Linked DNA regions of Zea mays: region 1 is linked to region 2. Evidence: chromatin contacts called from public Hi-C data. All regions are on one chromosome and are shown on one strand. Each heading gives the region's core, a stretch centred on a gene start, on an enhancer-like site or on the middle of the called end of the contact. The rest is flanking DNA. Distances are from core to core; before and after follow the strand shown. Region 1 holds the start of LOC100382068. Region 2 holds the start of LOC103639093.

The links. A called contact is a pair of places that touch in the nucleus more often than the background predicts.
Region 1: a contact with region 2 is called in a Hi-C map of ear, with 5 times the contacts expected there. The contact joins the promoter of LOC100382068 here to the promoter of LOC103639093 in region 2. A contact is called at or near these places in 3 of 25 Hi-C or Micro-C datasets (ear, tassel and an unstated tissue).

The regions. Positions count from the first base shown.
Region 1 is chr1:143,153,006-143,158,691 of Zm-B73-REFERENCE-NAM-5.0, forward strand. LOC100382068 reads left to right here and starts at 1,796. Exons shown (of 2, transcript NM_001366767.1): 1 at 1,796-2,024; 2 at 2,098-4,641. The coding sequence starts at 1,994. The coding sequence ends at 3,932.
Region 2 is chr1:142,186,252-142,191,875 of Zm-B73-REFERENCE-NAM-5.0, forward strand. LOC103639093 reads left to right here and starts at 1,889. Exons shown (of 1, transcript XM_008661897.4): 1 at 1,889-5,253. The coding sequence starts at 2,223. The coding sequence ends at 4,946. It overlaps LOC100501241 (calmodulin-binding transcription activator 3), which reads right to left. Exons shown (of 13, transcript XM_008661880.3): 13 at 5,463-5,624.

The DNA.
Region 1 (5,686 bases), core at 546-3,045, 970 kb after region 2:
ACTTAGTCGTCCGCTCCACCTCACGGGGTTGCTCGGCTGAGAACCTGGTCGTCCGCTCCGCCTCGCAGGGTTGCCTGGCAGAGGGTTGGTCGTCTGCCCTGCCTCGCTGGGTTGCCTGATAACGGGCTATCGGCTACTCCGCCTCGTAGGGTTGCTCGGTAGAGGATCGCCTACCTGCCCCGCCTCATGGGGTTACTCGACAGCAGGTTGGTCGGCTACTCCGCCTCACAAGGTTGCTTGGCAAAGGACCTGGTCGTCCGCTCCGCCGCGCAGGGTTGCTTGGCCGAGGACCTGGTTGTCCGCTCTGCCTCGCAGGGTTGCTCAGTAGAGGGTCGACCAGTCTGCGAGTGGGCCGTTTAAGAGGTTTTGGTGCTTCCTTTGGGCACCCGGTTCCTGGGTACTCGACATATATTATTTGAGAATTTTTAAATCTAGGATTTAGGTAGTATAATTATGCATAACTATTGGAGTTGTTTTTAGGGATGATTCAATGTATTCCATTTTACCAAAAAAATAATTTCTACTCTTGCCACTCGACTTCAAGCGCAATAATTCAATATATTTTAGGATAAATTTAATATTTTAAAATTGGTATGTATATAATTTGATGCTAATTTTTAGTTTTGTATATTATTGGCTCTCTACAATAACAATAACAGAAAGATCATCCGGATTTGAATTCACATCCGTATCTGAATTTAATATCTATGAAGATATAGAACAAATTTAAGATTTACTTTTCTTAATTTGCATAGCAGATTCTATGCCTATTTATTTGTAATGGAGAAAAAATAATACAAAGTTTTAACATTGAAATAAGTATCTCGATTCATCATAAAATCTATATCTATATCTATACTACTCAATTAAGAATCTAATGTGGGAGCATCTGATCACGTCCGCGTATATAAAAAAATAATGCAAAGCGAGCACTGAAACCCATAACCCCTTGCTCTAGAAATGTGAGGCTAACCATGTAACATGTAGCTTAATATTTAAAAATAATAATAATTTTATTTGAATAAATATTTCAATACCTATTTATAGATATATAAAAATTGTAGCGAAGCACTCGCTAGTTACTATATTAGTTACTATATTAAAAACCTAATATGGACATCTCATGCTACCCTGGGGCTTTACTCTCCCTACGCCTAACGCCTAACGTCCGTACAACACGTACAAAAAAATACTACAAAACGAACACTAGAATTCACGCCATCTTACTCTAAAAATTTAGAGCTAGCCATTAAACCATTTGTACTATAATATTTAAAAATAAATAATAATTATGTTTGTAGTCTAGCGGTCCCTCTCCCACTGCACCTAGAGATGTCCAAACGGGCCGCCCGGCCCGGTCCGGCCCGGGCCCGGTGAAGCCCGGCCCGTTTTAGGCCCGGCCCGCCAGGCACGATTAAAAAACCGGGCCGGGCCGGCTAAGCACGCGGGCTCAATTTCTTGTCCGAGCCCGGCCCGCAACGGGCCTAAACGGGCCGGGCCGGCCCGTTTAGCTCGAAAAAACGGGCCGAAAAGCAGGCTATGCGGGCCGAAAAGCACGTTTTAGTGTAAAAAAAGCGGGCTTAACGGGCTTAGAGCTAAACGGGCCGTGCCGGGCTAGCCCACCGTGCCTAATTTCCTGTCCGAGCCCGGCCCGCTTATTCGTGCCGGGCCGACCCGGGCCCGCATATAACTGGGCCGTGCCGGGCTCGGACCGGGCCCAAAAAGCGGGTTTCGTGCCGGGCTCACGGACCTCGTGCTTATTGGACATCTATAACTGCACCCCGTGGCAAGAGCACAGACGTAGTTAATGATGAAGTTGGCGATTCTTTGCATCGAAGCATCCAGCCGAGGAAATCAACGGTTACAATTGGATGGTTGGTCCGACCACAATCAATCTTAGTCGCACAACGCGCCTCCCTGCTCCAGTTTTCCATTCCTTGCGCCCCCTTCAGATCCGATCTGATCCACGCCGGCGAGACACCGGAGGACCGCCATGACGCTCAGCCTCCGTCGCAAGCAGCTCGGTAAGCCCCAAGTCCCTGACTCCATTGTCCGTGTCTGTACAGGCTCTAATCCCGCTCACTGCCTCTGATCCAGATGTTATCGTGCGGATGCTGCACCTGAACCAGCAGCAGTTGCCGAACGGCGGCGAGGGACAGGGAGAGGACGATGCGTACAAGATCCTGGTTATGGATCCGCCCTGTATCTCCATCCTCTCGCCTGTGCTCAAGCTCGGCGACCTCCGCCACCAAGGTGTCACCCTCACCCTCGCCATCGATCGTCCGCGGCAGGCGGTGCCCGATGCGCCGGCCGTCTACTTCGTCCGGCCCACCCCCGGGAACGTGGACCGAGTAGCGGCCGACGCCGCCGCGGGGCTCTACGGGTCTTTCCACGTCAACTTCTCCACCTCCGTCCCGCGACCCCTGCTGGAGCGCCTCGCAACCGCCTGCGCCGCCGCTCCGCCCGCGTGTGCGGGCCGCGTGGCGCGCGTTGCTGACCAGTACATCGACTTCGTCTGCATCGAGGATGACCTCTTTTCGCTAGCGCAGCCCCGGGCCTACGTCGCACTCAACGACCCCGCCGCTGCCGACGCCGACATCACTGCCCTCGTCGACGCCGTCGCGCTGGGCCTCTTCTGCGTAGTCGCCACGCTCGGTGTTGTGCCTGTCATCAGTTGTGCGCGCGGCGGGCCAGCGGAGATGGTGGCCGGCGCCCTCGACGCCCGGCTCCGCGATCACCTACTCGCCAAGCCCAACCTCTTCACGGAGGCTGCATCTGCCGCTGTCACGTCATTCCAGCGCCCTGTGCTGTGCCTCTTCGACAGGAATTTCGAGCTGTCTGTAGGGGTGCAGCACGACTGGAGCTACCGCCCATTGGTGCACGACGTGCTTGGCTTGAAGCAGAACAAGCTGAAGTTGCCGGCAGAGAAGTACGAATTGGATGACTCTGATAAATTCTGGGTGGCAAACAGCTGGTCTCCATTCCCCAAAGTTGCTGAGGAAATCGAAGCGCAGCTTGCCAAGTACAAGCAGGATGTGGATGAGGTGAACCAGCATACTGGTGGTGGCAAGGTTGGGGTTGAGTTTGATGGTACTGATCTAATTGGCAACACTAAGCATCTCATGAATGCGGTGAACTCACTGCCAGAACTGACAGAGCGGAAGAATATGATTGATAAGCACACCAATATTGCAACATCTTTGCTTGGGCATATCAAGGAGAGGTCTCTGGATGGATACTGCAGCTGTGAAAATGATATGCTTGTGAGTGGCACTGTCGACCGGAATACACTGCTGAGTCTCATCAGAGGGAAGGGTACCAAGGAAGATAAGCTTCGGCTAGCTGTGACCTACCTGCTGTCCTTTGCGACACCACCATCATCTGAGCTGGAGCAGGTTGAGGCCGCTCTGCGGGAATCGGAAGTTGACATGTCTGCATTTCAGTATGTGAAGAGGATAAAGGCATTATTGAATACCCAATTTGCAGCTGCCTCAGGCACAGCAACTAAGAGCAACATCGTCGATTGGGCAGAGAAGCTGTATGGGCAGTCCATTGGCGCTGTGAAGAATCTCTTGTCAGATAGTAGGCAGCTGGCCTTGACAAGAACAGTTGAAGCTCTTATGGAAGGGAAACCAAACCCAGAGGTGGATGACTACCTTTTGTTTGATCCACGGGCTCCTAGGTCAGGAACTAGTGGGCAGTTTAAAGGACCCTTCAGAGAAGCCGTTGTTTTCATGATCGGTGGTGGAAATTACATTGAGTACAAGAGCTTGATAGAGCTAAAGCAACGCTCACAGCCTTCCAAACATGTTATATATGGTGCAACAGAAATTCTTAGTGGGGCCGAGTTTATTCACCAACTGGCAGAATTGGGGCAGAAAGCAGGGTTGGGTGGTGGCAGCAGCAACATACCACCAGGTTCAGCACAATAGGTAGGATGCTCTTACAAGACCTTTTAATGTTAAGGAGTGATTCGAGCTTCAGGGACTACGGTAAATACGCTCATACCCCACATTTTATTTTAAGGAGCGTTCCAGGCTGCATAGATTAGTGATATCAAATTTCATGAAAAGTTTATGCCCCTTCGATTGATTAGTTGTCAATACATAGCTTTGTTGTTTCAATTTGGGTTTTGATATTGCCCATGTATGACTATTTTTACTTTTCTGTACTCTATTTCCTTGCCCCCCTCCCTTTATTTTACTAAGAAATTTTTCTTGGAATTCTGTTTGCACACTCAAAGAAATCCGTTCATGAATATTTGTAACAGAAACCTAGTTCTGATGTTTGGATAATTTGATTTTGGTTGAAATCTTCATAGTTCCAGGCTGTTACATCTTTTACTTGTAGTGCAAGGCCATATGTGGGTTCTTGAAACCCCATATATATGACTAACCATCTCAATAATATGTATGCAGGGTGGCGTAATATATAAATTCATTTTGTGTGTTGGGGATATAAGTTTATTACTTGTTTTATCTACAATAGTTGGATACTTGGATTGGGAAAATGCATTGTAGCAATGGCAAGCTGAAGGTTTGTGCCACTGGTTCTCAAAAGTTGATTTATTCATGCGAATGGAATCTAAACATCTTTTGTACTGAAGCGCTGCGATTAAATAAAGGCTATCAATAGTTAATAGCTCCGTTGGTACATATGGTATAGAACTATAGACAGTGTACAACCTTAGGCTCACTCCAACGATCCACTCGATTTATCACTCTCCCTCTATATTGCGTGTACATACTCCCACCATTGCTCCAACGCTTCACCCTCTTCCTCTCCTTGTTTTCCGCGTGTCAGAAATCTCCGTGTGTGAAGAGGGGGAGCACTAATCCTCCCCTCTTCACTAATCAATGATATTCAATGAGAAATTAATTAATTTTAATTTTAATTATCAAATAACAATGTATATCACGGTACTACAAATAGTCGTTTTTTTGTATGCTCAAACCTTGTATTATTGATTTCTTAGAGGGCTGTAGACCTTACTTGAGTGTGGATTCAACTGCTTTGAACGACAAATGGAATGGTCACCTACCGTCTGCTACAACCGTTGATGGACACAATTGGATGTTCCTTGTTGCTTTTGGATTGTTTGAGTCCAAAACGGAGGACAATCGGCATTGGTTCATGCAGCAGTTACGCAAGACCATTGGGGATTTTTCTTTTTGCTAGCAGTTTGTTCTGATGCTTGTAAAGACTTAACCAATGCAATTATGTCAAATAGTCCACTTAAAGTATAAAGGGAGCTAAATAGGGGATTGATTGGAGAGGACCTGAAATAGGGGGAGAAATGAGAGAGGGGGAGGTATTTAAAAATGCATACAAATTACAAATAAGGGGATATGAGAGGGGGAATGGTTAGAGTGAGCCTAAGTCGATGCACTGTGATGGCGGCAACTTCGTTTCCTGCTATGTTGCTTGACTTCGCTCCGCATGCCATAATCCCAGGTTCAGCTAGGCCTGACGTTGAAGCTTAGGGAGTCATAGCTGGGCCAGACCTTGAAGAACAGGAAGTCATTGTACAACGACAAGAATAATGACCCATCGCACGATATATGGTCGGGACTAGCATGTCGTTCCACACCTTAGAGGAACTTCAACAACTCCTCAAATTATAGCTCCCAAAACAAGGGAGTCAGGATCTCCTTAAAAGTAATAAATCCAATAAAAAAGACAATGT
Region 2 (5,624 bases), core at 639-3,138:
GGCATATGAGTCATGATTGGACTCTGCACCTCTCCCTTCAACCCCTTCCATTGAGATACAAAGAAGATATCATCCAACTAAGGGTTGTGCATGGATGTAGCATACCTAGCTTCCTCAAACTCCTAGGAATACTCCTCCACTTAATTATTCTGATATAAATTCAAGAGATGCCTCACGACTTGGGAATACTCCTCCACCCCAAATTTTGCATTGACATCTCTAGAGAATTGCATCCAATTTCCCAATCCATGCTTCATCTTGTGCACTTGTAGCCACATCACAACATTGCCTTCCATGTACATGGCTGCAGATATTGCCCAAACTGCCTTAACAACTTGGTAGATGGTGAAGTAGTCTTGACATTTCTCTAACCAAATTCTAGGATCCGCCCTTGGAACTTGGGGAAAGAGTACTTGGGTTGTGCTGGTTATCCATGTCCTCCTGCACCCTGATCTCCAACATCTCTGAACCAGTTGGAATTTGCTCTTCTTTCTCCTCTTTTTGATCACCCTGATCAGGCCCCTCCTAATGACCTAGAGCCTATTTCTTCCAACTCTCTAGCCATCACCTCCAACTATAAACGCGCCACCACCTTACCAGGTTCCTCTATCTGGCTGGCCAGGATGGTGTGTTCCTCCTCTGCCTTTTTTGCCACCGTTGCTGCAAGTTCAGCTTGACCTTCCAGACATTGTTGACCAGCTTCCACCCCTTCCAACTTCTTCCCCAAATGGTCCAGCACCTTCATCATCTGCTCCCACTTCTCCTCCCCTCGCTGCTCTATAGACACCATTGCCTCCAGCATTAACCGGGTTTGAGCAGATGGTTTGAAATTTGGCATCGTCTTGATGACTTCCAGGGATCAAAGACTTTGATACTACTTGTTATGGCCCTTGGCCCACGGTATCACCAACCGAGGTGTGAGCTCTCTTCTCCTGATCTAGGTGGATCTACTCAGGTAAACCTCATCAGAGGTGAGGAAGAACACAGGTATGTGGCTAATCCTTTTAATGATTCGATTCCCTTTTCTGTTATTCGGATACAAGATTTATAGTGTCTAATAAGGCCCACGAGTGAATCTAGGATTAGGGCTTAATCCAGCCCAATACAATCCATTAATCCCTCCCAAACCTTTTTCTTAATCCTTACTCAGGCCTCGTTTGTTTGTGTCCGATTGCACCGGAACCGTTCCAGTTAATCAAAGTTTATATAAATTAGAGAAGCGATCCGGTTAGGAATTGTTCCGACCCACCAATCCGGCACAAACGAACAAGGCCTCAATCTACTAAGGCCCTGTTTGGATCCACCTAGTTTCTTAGAAACTGGTTTTTAAAAGCTGAAAGGTCTCCAAATAGGTCAGTTTTTTATTTAGTTTCTAAAAACTAGTTTATCAGTTTCTTAAAAACCAAGAAGCTGGTCTCCCCAGCTAAAACCAGTTTTTAAGAAACTAGGTGATCCAAACACCTTCTGCTAGTTTTTGTCAAAAGGTAGTTTTTAGAAACCAAATATAGAAACCAATTTTTAAAAGACTAGGGTGGATCCAAACACAACCTAAGCCATATCCACACAATCAGCCCTAACATGTCGTGCTCCCGTTTCTCAGTCCATCTAATCACCATGGCAGTAGAGGACACTACGGTCGTGCCGCGGCCGGCTGCACACTCAAGGCAACTCCAGCAGCTTCTCCTCCACTCCTTCTGCCACAACCACATGAAGGACTAGTTTAGACGCCCGTAAATTAGAAGGGATTAGAGAGACTAAAATCTCCTTATTTAATTTTCAATAAGAAAATTTTAGCCTCTAATTTACTTCGATTTTGTGGTTTCCAAACTAGCCCGACTCATAAATCGAGAACCATTTTGTGATTCCCAAACTAGCCTGACTCATAAATCGAGAACCGTGGCATGCAGTGTCAGTACACTGTCATGTGGGCCCTTGAAAGGAGGCAAGTGGGGGTATTCTGTGCTATAAAATGGAGAAGCTGCACAGGCGATGGATATCAAGGAATCAACAGAGAACCTCTTTACTGTTCATCTTCCTCTGTTCTCTAGTCTGTTCATCTTCCTCCATTCTCTAGTCTGTTCATCTTCCCCAGCTTTATCTCTCTTGTACCCAGATTCTCTTCCATTCTAGTACCTTGCTGTTATTAGTTGAGTTCAAGAGGCTAGTGCTGTTAACAAGTGGTATCAGAGGCGTTCGATCCTCGACTTCAATTTGCCAACGCCATGACTCTCAACGTCAAGCTCATCCTCGACGAGTTTAATAGGAGGTTCGACGAGTGGGAGACTCGCTGGGACCGACGCTTCTCGTCTGCCGCGTACATCGACCAACCGCCCACCCCGCCCAGCGTCAACCACCCCTCCTCCGACGCATCTGCCCGCGCGCCGTCCACCCGGGCTGCGGCCGTTGGGGCCGTCGTCATCGCCGACAACTGGGGCGGATGCTTCGATGACGGCGAGCGGTACTGCACAGCGCCATCCGTCATCGCCGACGACTGGGGAGGATTATTTGATGGCGAGGTCGCGAATGTCAACACCGAGTTCGCCGACCACTGGTACGGTCCATCCTCCACCGACCCCGACGCACCACACGATGCGGACGCCGACAGCTTCTTCATCAACACCGGCGAAGGGCCCGTAGAGCCAGTTTTTGGCGATACGGCCGTAGGCGCGCTTGGTGACGTGGGCGCTGTCCCAGATCTAGTGGAGGAGGAGGAGGTACCTGTCGACACGCCCGCCAAGTGTTTGATGAGAGTCCTCAACCGCAGCGACTACTACGTTTCCAACCGTGGCGACTACTACGGTCCATACACTTCCTCCACCGTCGACGCGGCGGCGGTGCTGCTCGCCGACGCGGCCGAGGCTCGACTCGACTGGCGCTTCGCCAAGCTGCCGCAGCCGCAAGCTGAGGAGGTGGACGAGCCGTTCCGCGACGTGGCGAACCCTCCGTCGCATCCTTCCATCGTCTACGAGTCGTACCGCGACGCGGCCGAGGCTCGACTCGACTGGCGCTTCGCCAAGCTGCTGCAGCCGCAAGCTGAGGAGGTGGACGAGCCGTTCCGCGACGTGGCGAACCCTCCGTCGCATCCTTCCATCGTCTACGAATCGTACCGCGACGAGGCCATGGCGGGAGCCGGTGCTAGAGCGCTTGCTGGCCGTTGCAACGAGCGGCCCGCAAGGGGACGCAATTCCTCCTCCGACGACAGATCCGAGCAATCCTACCTCACGCCCACCTGTGAGGCCACCAACAGGGCCCCTGCACCCGACAATAGGTTGATGGCGTCCGTCGACCACCGCCGACGCCAAACTCTGGACGAAGAAGGAGGTGTCGAGCAGGAATCGGGCGGTGCCATTGCCGACAAGGTGGAGGCTGTGGCGACGCACGAACTTCCTAGAGATGAGACCGGAGCAGAGGTCGCAACCCAGCAGCCATGGCGCCTATGTCGATCCACTTCGTCCCTGGTGATGATGGGTTCAGATGGAGCATGCATGGGGTTTGCAGCTACTCACCGTGGCGAGCTTGTCGCTGGCGGACACGCTGGAGGAGCACTCTGCTCCGGAGTTGTCGCAGTTTCCGTTGGACACGTGCGAGTTCACGTTCAACCGTGCGTCCGTTCCGCGGATGGAGCTGCTCACCCTGGGCATCCTCGAGGGGTGGGTGGTCGCCGACATCCCTTTCCCCTACATCTGCTACTTCGTGGCGCAGTTCTGGCAGGACGAGCGCCAGGCGATCTGCGAGCGCGCCGTGCAGCACCAACTACCTCAAGCATTGAGGAGGATGTACCCTTCGACACGCTCACCAAGTGTTCGATGAGGGTCCTCAACCGCGGCACCAACTACGGCCACAACACGGCCGCTTCACTGAAGACCAGTGGAAAGAGGGCCGAATTCATCGTCTCCATCGTCAAGGGCCGCGGCGGCTCGCTGTTCCGCGAGAAGATGATCGTGGGCGTTGGCGCTCACTTCATCGTCATCGTCGACGCGTCCAAGCTCGTGTCGCGCCTCGGCTGCATGGGCGCCAACCCCATCGAGGTCATCCCCTTCGACGCGCTCCACGCGCTGGGACTCATCTGCGGCCTCTTCGACGGCTTGCCTGGATCCCACACCAGGCGGAGGTCTGTTCCCGCCGCCGCCGCCAACGGGAAAGAAGACTCGAAACAGTACATCATCACCGACAACGACAACTACATCGTCGAGGACGGCATCCGCGGCGACCTGCGCGGCATCAGTGATCGTCTGCTTCAGATCACCGGCGTCATAGAACACGACATGTTCCTGGGCTACTTTTCCCACGCTGAAGAAGGTGGAGATGCGAGGACGAAGGTGCAGCTGACAGAGGCCGCGGAGCGTTGCTTCGACGAGCTGGTCGGAAGAGGCCTGCTCCGTCTCACGGTCGGAAGCAATGGAGCCGCGGGAGCCAGGATGCCCATCATGATCTGCTCCTTCGCGAAGGACGTGTATGACCATGAGAACTTCTGCACTGAGTCAGCAGCGAATAATCTTTCCGAAGTGCGACGGTTGTCCATCGTTGAGAACGAGGCTGACGATCGCATTGGTGAGGGGATGACAATGGCAGCATGGACGACGAGCATGGAAACAGTGGTTAAGCTAGAACAGGCCGGCGAGCGCCTGTGGGTCAAGATGGGCGGCCACAAGGTGCTCAACGTCGACAAGTACGACAACATCTTCGCCAAGCCAGGCGGCTCATTCCGCGGCCCCGATGTGCACGTCGAGACGGCCAGGAGAAATACTGTCACCTATAGCATTTTGGAGCAGAGAGACGCACAGAAGGTTCAGCTCTTCAAATCCATTAATAGTGGTGCTGTTTTTGGCTTTCCCGAGAATCTTGAGGAAGCTGCAAGAGCTAGTCTCATGAGTGGAATTAAGCAACCATGGCCTCCACCTATGGAGTTGAGCGATTGGATTTGTGCAGGGCCTCCGGCAACTTGACGATAAGGGTCAGCGGCTTGGGGGCAAGCCGCATTTTAAGCGTTGGGGAATGTCAGTACACTGTCATGTGGGCCCTTGAAAGGAGGCAAGTGGGGGTATTCTGTGCTATAAAATGGAGAAGCTGCACAGGCGATGGATATCAAGGAATCAACAGAGAACCTCTTTACTGTTCATCTTCCTCTGTTCTCTAGTCTGTTCATCTTCCTCCATTCTCTAGTCTGTTCATCTTCCCCAGCTTTATCTCTCTTGTACCCAGATTCTCTTCCATTCTAGTACCTTGCTGTTATTAGTTGAGTTCAAGAGGCTAGTGCTGTTAACATGCAGACGCAGAGAAGAGCAAGAGGATGGCTCCTAGAGCCGAAGGGAGTCCATGGCGTCGAAAGTCATTCAAACCCCAGCTAGCTAGGCGAGCGGCGTGGTTCTGGCCGAGGCGATGGTGGTAGTAGATGATGAGCACGGCCACAGCCTTTGATCGGTTCAGAAAGCCACGACGGGTCAAATTCCTAACTTCTGGACTGCACGCCACACATGCAACCGTTAAGTCATCTGGTAAGATCTCTAATGTCAAACTCTTTACACCGATTTCACACAGTAAATACAAGGCTTCCTCAAATGTAGAGAACATTCTACTGTACATAAGGCAAATGAAATACTACATCTAAGTCCAAATTCAAGCAT